Linked DNA regions of Hermetia illucens: region 1 is linked to region 2. The links are chromatin contacts, called in public Hi-C maps. All regions are on one chromosome and are shown on one strand. Each heading gives the region's core, a stretch centred on a gene start, on an enhancer-like site or on the middle of the called end of the contact. The rest is flanking DNA. Distances are from core to core; before and after follow the strand shown. Region 1 holds the start of LOC119647495 (RNA exonuclease 4). Region 2 holds the start of LOC119649441 (peroxisome biogenesis factor 1).

Region 1 (5,454 bases), core at 1,706-4,205, 190 kb after region 2:
CTTGACTAGAAGGAGAATTCCGGCCCTGCGTCCCCTATCGATCGGCGAGTTGACTATAGAGTCAAAACCAGCGATTAAATACTTTGGTTTAATGCTCGACTCGAAGAAGAGCTTCTTCGAGTAAATCAAGGCAGCAGCAGACAGGACTGCAGCTGAAGCCGCGGCCTTGAGTCGGCTAATCGTGAATGTCGGGGCCCTACATCTACTAGGAGACATCTCCTTATGGGAGCAACGCAGTCGGTTCTGCTCTATGACGCGGAGGTATGGGCTGATGCCCTTGACAATGAGGTGCGTCGTAAGATCCTTGCTCAAGTCGAGAGGCGGGTAGCTTTGCGAGTGGCGTCTGCTTATCACACCGTCTCCGAACCGTCTGTGATGGTAATCGCGAGAGTGATCCCCGTTGCCTTCCTTGCCAAGGAGCCCTAAGCTTAAGAACGTCAACGCAACCTTACCGAGTGGCAACTTTCTTGGCAAAATGAACCAAGAGCAGATGGACTACGGGGCTCATCGGCAAATTAGACCCGTGATTGCACCGAACGCATGGTGAGATTGATTACTTCCTTACCCAACTTCTAAGTGGGCGTAGAGGTTTCCTGTCTTACCTGCACAGACTTGGGAAGGCGCGATCTCCTGATTGTGTGTTCTGCAATGGAGTGGCAGATGACGCTGAACAAGGTGGAACGGCTTTCGTCAGCAGCTTTATGCAGACACAGGGGAGCTCTCTCCAGACAACATTGTCAGAGAGATGCTGAAGAGCGCTGGCAGCTGGAATCGTATTGCGCATTGTGTTCGGGTTCTTCTTATTGCGAAGAACATTGAACTCGACCAGCGAAGGGATAGGACGCTAAGGAGTTCCCTGAAGTGATAACTCCTTGCTCCCCTCCCCTCCCGTTGCTGAAAGGAATTCCCTGACTTGAAGGCTCCCAAAGACGGGAGAGCGGGAGGGCTAGCCCGAATTAATGTGTTAAATGGTTCCAGGGTAGTTCTTTGATGACAGGGAGGTGTTTAGTTGGTTGTCCGACAGCGTGCTGTTGCCAGAGTCCAACGTAAACGCATTCACCTACCCTTCTCCCGAAAAAAGGAAGAATTCAGAATATTTTTGAAATCACGTCAACGCCAAATCAGTCAAGGATACAAAAATAACTGAATTCGCAATCAATGAAATCGCCTGAAGAATTCCATGACCCACATTGACTAAAAATAAAAAAGGCTCAAGCACTTACCAAAACTTTCGCAAAACGTCGATCCAATTCGCTAGGATCAGGCATTGGCTGGGCCGATCTGCTCCGCACGCTCGCCTGCCGTACATGATTGTTCTGCTTCCACAGGATCGAGTTCTGTGGCGACAGTGGCGATTGCCCGCTGCCCCGTTGCAGGCCGCTCGTCAGGATGGATCCATTCTCGTCGGACACGGAATCCCCTGCCGCCGTGCCGAGCGGACGCGATCGTGCTACCCCCATTTTATTGCTGCCGGCGGCGACGGCGTCACCGGGACGCAGGGCACGGCGGCAGCAAAGGGTGCAACTTAGCAGTTGCTCGTGCAGGAGGCCGAAGAGCTCCAGTCCAAAGATGTTCTCCGGCAGAGCGGACCGGAACGAGTTGAACGACCACGTTTCCCTGTTGCGAAACAGACTGAGAGATTGGACTGGTTACGGCGGGGGTGAAACGGGGGCTGCCGCGGATGCTGGCGACAGGGATGCTGGTCTTCAGAAGAAGCGAACGGGGGACCCTTGAGGGTATCAGTTTGGAGTCGATATCCTTCGCGTGACGGATCAAAACTGCAATTTTCCTAGCACTTCTTGCACAACTCTCACGAAAGTTCGGGCAGTCGCCGACCTGCCGCACTTGAAAAACAAAAAGGTCGTGACTGTCGCGGACGAACTGAAACAATTTCTGCGCCGGGCTCAAGCCGAAAGCATCGAGCGTATTCCACGAATTGGACGCCGAAAGGACAATTTCGAACCGCACGGTAGACGCAGTAACACACAATTTCGAGACAATTTTCCAACAAGCTGCGAAACGCTCCTTTTTGTTCACTCTGACCGCAATACAACTGACATCCCGTCGTCCTGTCAACTGTCACAAAATGGGAAGGACCCGGTCGCCGGTCACGTTCGAAAGTCCACGACAACTTCCGCTTGCATCCGACGTCGCGGGGCTGCTGCTGTGTGCGTGCGCGCGGTCATCAAATCTCCGTGGAAATCCTTTCAGGCGAGACCGAGACGCCACCTAATTGCGGGCACGCGCCAGAGTGGGACGCAAGAACAACAAAGCGACGGAATGATGCATTCCGCGCCCGTCGCCGGAGACGAGTGCAATCGACTTCTTGTCAAGCTGCAACGAGGGGGCGTGCGACTGTCTCTTTCGCGCGAGGCACCCTTTCAGGCCGTTTGCAGGCGAGGAGTTCGACAACTTTTGACGAATTTCCGATTAGGATTCGAATTTCCAGCAAAACTAGGCTCGGATGGCGGCCACAGACTCGGTTCCTCCTCAACTGCAGACTTTCGCGGACGAGCTCGTTATATTCCACAACACACAAAAGGGACACAAACAGAACTGGAAGCGGAACGAAAAAATGCAACAGGTTTTCCGCGTTTTTTCACTGGACTTTCAGGGGACGTTTCCGGGGGATGTTCTGCAGAAATGGGGGAATCCTCGGGCACAGCGAAAATAAATAAAATCCAAAAGCAATTGCGGGGACACGAGCACAGTCGACAAAACAGTTAGTAGCGACGCGACGTAAACACGGGCGGCGCGAAATACGACACTCCCAACCTCAGTACATCATAAACTCGACTGAACTCCGAATTCCATGGAAAAACTCATGAAGTGTTTTGTGCAATTGTCCTCCAACCTACCGTCGCGCCATCTTTCCAGCCAGCGGCCATCCGACACTTTCCGAATGTATTCGCCTCTCTACCACGAAGAAGACACCCAACCGCTTTGACATTCCGTTTGACAGTCAATCTGACACTTCGTACCACGAGAGTTTTTCCACTCGACCCGCGAACATCTGATCGCAGTACGGAGCGATTTTTCCTGGAATGTCATCGAATTTTAAATACATTTTTCACTCGGACAACTGAATGGAAACGGCAAATTGTCGTCGGGGACTCGATGCTTCAGTTCGCATTTGCAATTGTTACTGTCTGGCTGGTTTTCAAGTTTACTGGTTACGCCATGATGAAGGGTGAGACGAAGAGCGCGCCCGAAAAGGGTTCAACCGGGACAAACTCAAACAACTCCAGCAAGCAGAAAACGGGATCTCCACAGAAGTCAAGTAGCGGAAACGCTATCTCGATTTTATGTCGACGCATGGCGGGTTCGAACTGGGATAACGCTCCCGAAGCCAACAAAAAACCAACCGCCACCGACCAAGACGAGAAACCACAAAACAAAAGGAAAAAGGACAAACCGAAGAGATCGGCGAAATGGACCAAGTTTGTAGCGATGGATTGCGAAATGGTCGGCATCGGACCGAACGGTCAGGACGATATGCTGGCGCGGGTGTCCATAGTCAACCAAAACGGCGAAGTGCTCATGGATAAGTACGTCCAAGCGCAAGAGGAGGTGGTCGACTACCGGACAAAAGTGAGCGGCATTCGTCCTCATAACATGGAGAACGGCGAGGAGTTCGAGAAGGTGCAACAGGAGGTGAAGCAGATGCTGCGCGACAAAGTGCTTGTCGGCCACTCGGTGAAGAACGACCTGGCCGTCCTGCGAATCAAGCATCCGTACCAACACATCCGGGACACAGCTAAGTACCGGCCGCTCGCTAAGCTTGTGTCGAACGGAGCCACTCCGAGCCTGAAGCGGTTGGCCAAGGCGATACTGGGAATGGACATTCAAGGCGGCGAGCACAGTTCCGTGGAGGACGCGCGCGCCTGCATGCAGGTCTATGTACGTTTTAGTGCAGAATGGGAGCGGTACCTGCAGAAACTCATCCACCACCGAACGCACCATGGCCGGCGTAGGAGCTAGTTGTTCATGATCATTGAATTTTTCTTTCTTCACTTCACTCTCTACTGTTTTAGCTTACGATATTGATGTTACGAGATATTATGAGGATTATCTTTTGTAATAAAAATAGATTTTTATTGATCTTATGCGTTGGATTTTTTTTAAAATTAGTCGTTTTATGAGCATAGTTCTGTGGCGAGTCTAAAATTTACTTCAGATTCGTCCGTCTTGTCGCCTTCTATGGTTCTGAGTGTTGACCGACTATAAAAGATGGTAACCGTAGACACGGTAATAGAGGCGAAGATGATGCGTTAGACCTGTGGCGTAACACACCTTGATCACATGCAATATGAGGATATCCCCGATCGATCTGGGGTTGCACCCGTGGAGAAAGTTCCAGAGAAGCGTCTCCGATGGTATGGTCACGTAATTCACTGTAGGAAGAATTCACTTGCCAAGGTGGTTCCGAACATCGAAGTCGTTGAAAAACAACCAAAAGGCCGGCTGAAGCAACGGTGACTTGATTCCTCGGATGGTGATCTCAAACCCTCGCGACTGCATCCAAATAGGCCTTTAACAGAACAAAATGGCGCGCCCGATCAAGACGAGCCGATCCCGCTTTTGAACGGGACAATGGCTAAAGAAAAATTAAAAATAATAATAATAATAATCGTTGGCACAACAATCCATATTGGATCAGGGGCTTAAAGTGTGTTGTTCAAGACCGTAACGATACAGTACAGAACACTGTAGGAGGCAATGTGATCAGCATCGCACTCGCCCGAGATTATTGCCTTGATTTAACTCAGGTACTCATTCACAGCTGAGTTGACTAGTGCCCGACGTCCAGTCACGATAAATTTCTAGCATTCTAGGCAATTTTTAAAAATGCCTGCACACATCTGTTGGATAACTGTGTTAGCAAATGTGTGTAGGGTCTTGATAATTGCTGTTGGCTTGCTTACCATAAATAAAATGTTTGGTTTTCATGTATAGGATTGGGATGCAAACAACAAGGAATGAAAAGCAACAGATATGCTTGGGACAAGAGCCAGATGATCGGACGCAACGTGCATTTTAAAGCTTAAAATCTTGTGTGAAAGAGAATAAAATATTAAATGAACTATATAACTCCGAGTCGTCTTTTATTGAAATTTAAAGTTGATTATAGTTAGTAACAAAAACCCAACAATGGTGGCCCCGACGACGGGGAATGCATTCATTGGATGCACCGATGACGAAAATATGAGGATCCATGCCACCGCTTACATCGGCCTCTTCACAACATTAACTCAACTTTACAGCAGGTATCCATCATCTCTAAACGATAACGTGAAGTTGCCACTTCCCCCGAGTCGAAGTCAAGCTCATCCAAAGCCGCAATATACTCAGGGCGTTCACTAATTGGACCCGGTTCGCTTTCCAGAGGCAATCTTGCTCCGCCGCGGCTGAACAACATGATAACAACTGGAAGACGGCCATAGCTAGCGATTC
Region 2 (4,955 bases), core at 1,515-4,014:
GTTACTGAGAATGGGTCCGTTAAAGAAATGATCGCTTTCGACCACCCGCACTCGCCACCTTTCCAACAAATGTTAAAACTAAGACCGGTTTTGGAAAGCACTAATCGAGACACTTCATCTGATACCGCACATGCCTATATTTGGTGAAAAAAAATTACACCCGCTTTTTGCATATATGGGGACCCCCCCCTTAAATTCGACATAAAAGGATGTAACTCACTGCATGCGTGAGCGTTCATAGTTCTCAACTTTCCACCAAATTTGGTGTTAATCGTTGCAACAGTCTCCGAGAAAAATGCGTGTGACGAACAGACAGACGGACAGACAGTAAACCGCTTTTGATAAGGTTTTGTTTTATACAAAACGTTAAAAGAAGACACACATTTTGAGTGTGACAATTGGAGGGGTACCTTCGCTTCTGCCGTCGCAAAGCAAATAGCACAACACCTCGAAAGCTTGATCGACAGAAAGCAGGCTAGTTTCCTATCCGGATTTTACTGCATTGACCACATCAACATCCCATGGATCATTCTGGAATAGTACGCGGAATTTTGATCTGCGCGGCACCTGCTCTTCATCGATTTCGAGAAAGCTTTTAATGGCGTGAGCAGGTAGTGTATCTGTAGTACTGTACACAGGAAGGGTATTCTGGAGAAACTAATAGCTATTATCAGAGCGACATAAGATGGTGCAAAATGTCACGTCCTGCTCCGAGGTAAAATCTCGGAGGACTTTGAAGTCCAAAGCGGAGTCCGCCAGAGTTGCATCCTGTCGCCAATATTATTTCTTCTTGTTATCGATGACATTCTTCATGTTGCCTTGTCCGGAGGACGTAGAAGAATTCAATGAACCAAGACATCTTTCCTCAAACACCTCAACTACGCTGATGACATCTGTTTGCTCCCTCACCGGGTCATGGACCTTGGCCAAATGGTTCTGGATTTGGAAAGAGAGGCAAGTAGAGTAAGACTGAAGATTCTCAGTCTGACGGATCATCGCACTCTCCCTAGCCGCATAAATGAGCAGAGCATCGAAAACGTCGATCAATTTGTATATCTAGGTAGCGTGGTTTTTGCCGACAGATGGATGTTGCCCGACGCAGTAACAGCGCTAGATTCATTCTGGCAATATAATTATCTCAACACTAAAATCCTAAGATCAAGTTGAGACTGTTCTGTGCTAGTGTTTTTTCTGTAGCACATGGAAAGTGAACTCCAATGTTACTCAAAAGCTCCAAGCTTTCGCCAATACCTGTCGGAGTACGGTGGCCTGGCCCTATCTCAAACGAAGAACTTGGCACTCGTATGCGATGTGATCAGAAGACAGAAGGAAGGCAACAATTGCATTGCGGACTATGACATGCAGTGGGATCCATTCTCCCAAAATGGCCCGCGGGTGAGTCGTTCGAAGGGTCGAAAGGCACTTGGCGTAGAACAGTAGAGGACGAGTGCGGGCATCTCGTGAAGTCGTGGGGTGTGCTGAATCGCATTTCAGGTAACCGCAAGCGATGACACGCTATACTCCACCAAAGAGTGAAAGGCAACGATGAATTGATTAGTATCCCATTGAGAATCTCCAGCGATGGACGTTGACGACTTCAGTCCGTTACGCCCTAAACACACAAGTGAGTGAAAAGGGAATCTAAACGGGCCAGCTAGAGCTGGGGTTGCGGCAATCACCTCCTGCCTGCAATAAATTAAAAATAAGTTCGAGACCTTTCTTGGTTCGTTAACGGGTTCCCAGAATATTATTTAAATCGGGGATCGGATGTTTATTCTGGCCGTCCCTAGCTTAAATTTCTCATTAACCATTTCCTACCAATGTTGAACAGGAAACGAAAGTCAAATCGACGTACCTACTGTGAAGTTAACCTGCATCGACCGATTTATCCACACAACCAGAATTTGAGTCGAATTGATCACCCGAGTTTGCTCCAGTAACGTAGTTTGGATTTGCTCCGTACTTAGCTCCTAGAGGACAAAAATTAATGTTAAGTACATCACGGAGCTTGCTTTGCTCTACTCACAATAATTTCCCAATCCTTGGCCGTGACCGGCGTTACAAATACGGATCTGATTGGAAGCATACTCTCGACAAGCGCCACCTTCACCAAGTCATTCTCCTTGAGCCCTGCAAGCACAATCAAAACGTCCTTTAACAACTCCCACCATTTCCACCTCAATAGACCCACCAATCTCCTTGGCCACTCGGGCGTTTATCCCGATCTCGGTATCCTTCATGGGGCCTGCGTGTGGCGCCCAGGTCACGTAGTGAAGCACCTTCCCACATGACAAACTAAGACACCCGTTCTCCTGCCAGAATGCCGTCAAAAGCCCACCAGAATGCGTAAAAGACAAAAACAGAAAGAAGCGACTCAGCATAATTTAAAAATAGCCAGTGACCATGAATAGTTGTCGCGCGCGCAAATTCCCCAACTCGGCTGCGTCCTTGTCTTCGCGTGCGCAACACGACCCGTGGAGCACTTACATATGTGGAGACCAAGTCATAGTAGTTGGACGGCAAAAGGACAAAATTGTTGCGCATCGGCCGGTACGTGAGCTTGAAGGTGCGGCGGAACATTTTGTCGGATCACAAAACCATGAATTAAAACGGATTCAGAATGCAACCGGAGCCGACTCGATTTTATCTTAAGCTGGGGGCAAAGTGCCTTCTCGCGCAATTCGCGTAACACCCGAATTACTGCAAAGTACTCGCCGAAATTGTGCAAAGCCAAAACGAACCGTGACAGCTATCAATCAGCTGTCCTTCCGCACGCAATTGACGCTTAGCAGCTGTTCTGTGTTTGGATGTGTAGTTGGAGAAATGGCTGCATTAAGATTGCTTGGCGCTGCAGTCGATTAGAGGAATGACGTCAGAATATCCGTTGCAGAGACATTTTTCTACAAAAAAGTTTTTGCTAACACACATTTCTCTTAACGCTGGGCTAGTGAGTCAAAAAAGCCTTTCGTCACAAGTCCAGTATATACTTAACGGTCTGCTGCAATAAATCCGTGAGAATCCCAACTTCAAAAAAGGGAAAAAGAAGATTTACTTCAATGCAAAACTGCTGTATCCGGTCCCAAGCCCGGTTGTGGAAAGAGGAGGGATGAATAGATTCAGTCTGAATGGCTGTAGGCAACCGCAACGTTCAAGGCCACCAGCATTCTGTCCGAGTAGCAAAAAACTGCCGAATGGGATGAAGGGATTGCATAAAGCATCTTATTATCGGCTCGGTAGTTGTAGGATAAGCAAAGAAATCTCTTTAGTTGTTATATTGATTCAGACGGGAATTGGTTTAGACAAGTGTCGAATCCAAGCCATCCGCAGAAGTGGTCACAATCCACATGTGAGATATACCATTGGTAACCTTCACACCCAAGCTATGACTAAGACAGACTTCTACAAATACCCAGGAATTCTGCAAGGAACCCATGCCCAAGTTGGTGATTTTAAGGATGCTCTGCCTTCATGACAACGTAGGTTGAACTTGGGGCATAACAATACCACCAAGTCGATCCCTACATGCTAATTTTCACAGCAAAGAACAGGCAAATCCCTTGCATGCAATTGTATGTAAGCAAGATTGCAGCTTGACTATATTTAACCTAAAGGCTCGGTCTTTCTACTCTCTGAGTCCGGTGAAGACAAACCAAGAGCGGATTGATGAATAAAAATCGAAGGCAAAACACAGTAAAAATAGAATTGCTTCTGGCAACCGCTTGTTGATTCCCATTTGTCGAATAGTTAGCTGTGTGCTGCGGAGATTTTGCTGAAATGGAGGGATTTATCTTTGCGTTTCAAGTTAACGTGGTCGGGCTTATAAAAAGCTGAAAAGCAGAGAAAGTCGCCACTAAATTGAGCAAAATGGATGTCAAATACCCCCATTATTGGATTCAGGATTTTTGTGTACGCAATAATATCACTGCAGGGAAATTAGTAAAGATCCAGTAATTGTTCTCATATAGATATGAGAGAATTGGTTAAAAAATGTTGGCCCAAAGTTCCTGAAAATTGCACTGCCAGTGGTATTTAACCAATTTAAAACCGTTTTGGTGAGAGCAAATTTAGGCGTGAAGGAAAAAGCTAAGATCCCAGTTATTGGAAAATTAAAAAAGCCACGGTATCGCTTCCGGAGAAATATAACAGCAACATATAAGCATAGGTGAGTTTTCCCATTTTGAAAGATATAATCAACATTGGGACTGAAGAAGAAGTGTGGAACATTGGTGCGTTGTTGGAAAAAATCCAGGTCCTGGGTGAAAGTTATGCGAAAAAATTCCAGGCCCGGGGGGAATCCCCCCTTCCCACCCCCAGGGGCGCCTGCTTAAATATAATAAAAATGGTCTTCTTATCTCTCAACACGACCTTCGTACATTATTCCATGGATCCGGGGATAATTAAATTATTAAAGGGAGATCCCAGAAAACAGCTTACAATAAAAGGATCGTAAGCAATATCGAAAACGGTCTTGGTAATATTGCAGTCAAAGTCTTTGAAGCTATTTTATTTATCCCAAAATAATGAGAATTGCGAGTCGCGTTGGCCATGACTTCGACAAACAGTTGAATCTCACTCAACCGAATTACAGCGCCTATGAATTATTAGCCGCGTATCGAAGCATCAAATACTTCCGTTTTTCCTTTGAAGGCAGGCCGTTCACTACGGATCACAAGCCTCTAACTTTTGATTTAGATCAGAAGCCGGCCAAAGCATCTGACATTCAACATGTGTCGCTGACGCTTTGCTTCGGATCTCTGAGACTAACATCCCCGTTGCAGTCGGGCGGTGGTACATTCAACCCAATCAACAATCGCAGTCTGCGAAGAGCTGTTTCCGGGTTTTGGAGCAAGGACGTTTGGCCGCGAAATACGCCGGATCTTAACTAGATGGGCTACTACGCCTGGTCCATTCTAGACAAAAGTCTCGGCTACACGACACATCACTGTTGATGAACT

The links. A called contact is a pair of places that touch in the nucleus more often than the background predicts.
Region 1: a contact with region 2 is called in a Hi-C map of an unstated tissue, with 5 times the contacts expected there. The contact joins the promoter of LOC119647495 here to the promoter of LOC119649441 in region 2. A contact is called at or near these places in 2 of 2 Hi-C or Micro-C datasets (an unstated tissue and whole body).

What each region holds. Positions count from the first base shown.
Region 1 is chr2:33,438,306-33,443,759 of iHerIll2.2.curated.20191125, forward strand. It overlaps LOC119647495 (RNA exonuclease 4), which reads left to right and starts at 2,956. Exons shown (of 1, transcript XM_038048453.1): 1 at 2,956-4,106. The coding sequence starts at 3,118. The coding sequence ends at 3,981. It overlaps LOC119647494 (formin-like protein), which reads right to left and starts at 2,906. Exons shown (of 9, transcript XM_038048452.1): 1 at 1,224-2,906. The coding sequence starts at 1,460.
Region 2 is chr2:33,249,034-33,253,988 of iHerIll2.2.curated.20191125, forward strand. LOC119649441 (peroxisome biogenesis factor 1) reads right to left here and starts at 2,765. Exons shown (of 12, transcript XM_038051591.1): 1 at 2,488-2,765; 2 at 2,192-2,312; 3 at 2,027-2,130; 4 at 1,856-1,970. The coding sequence starts at 2,580.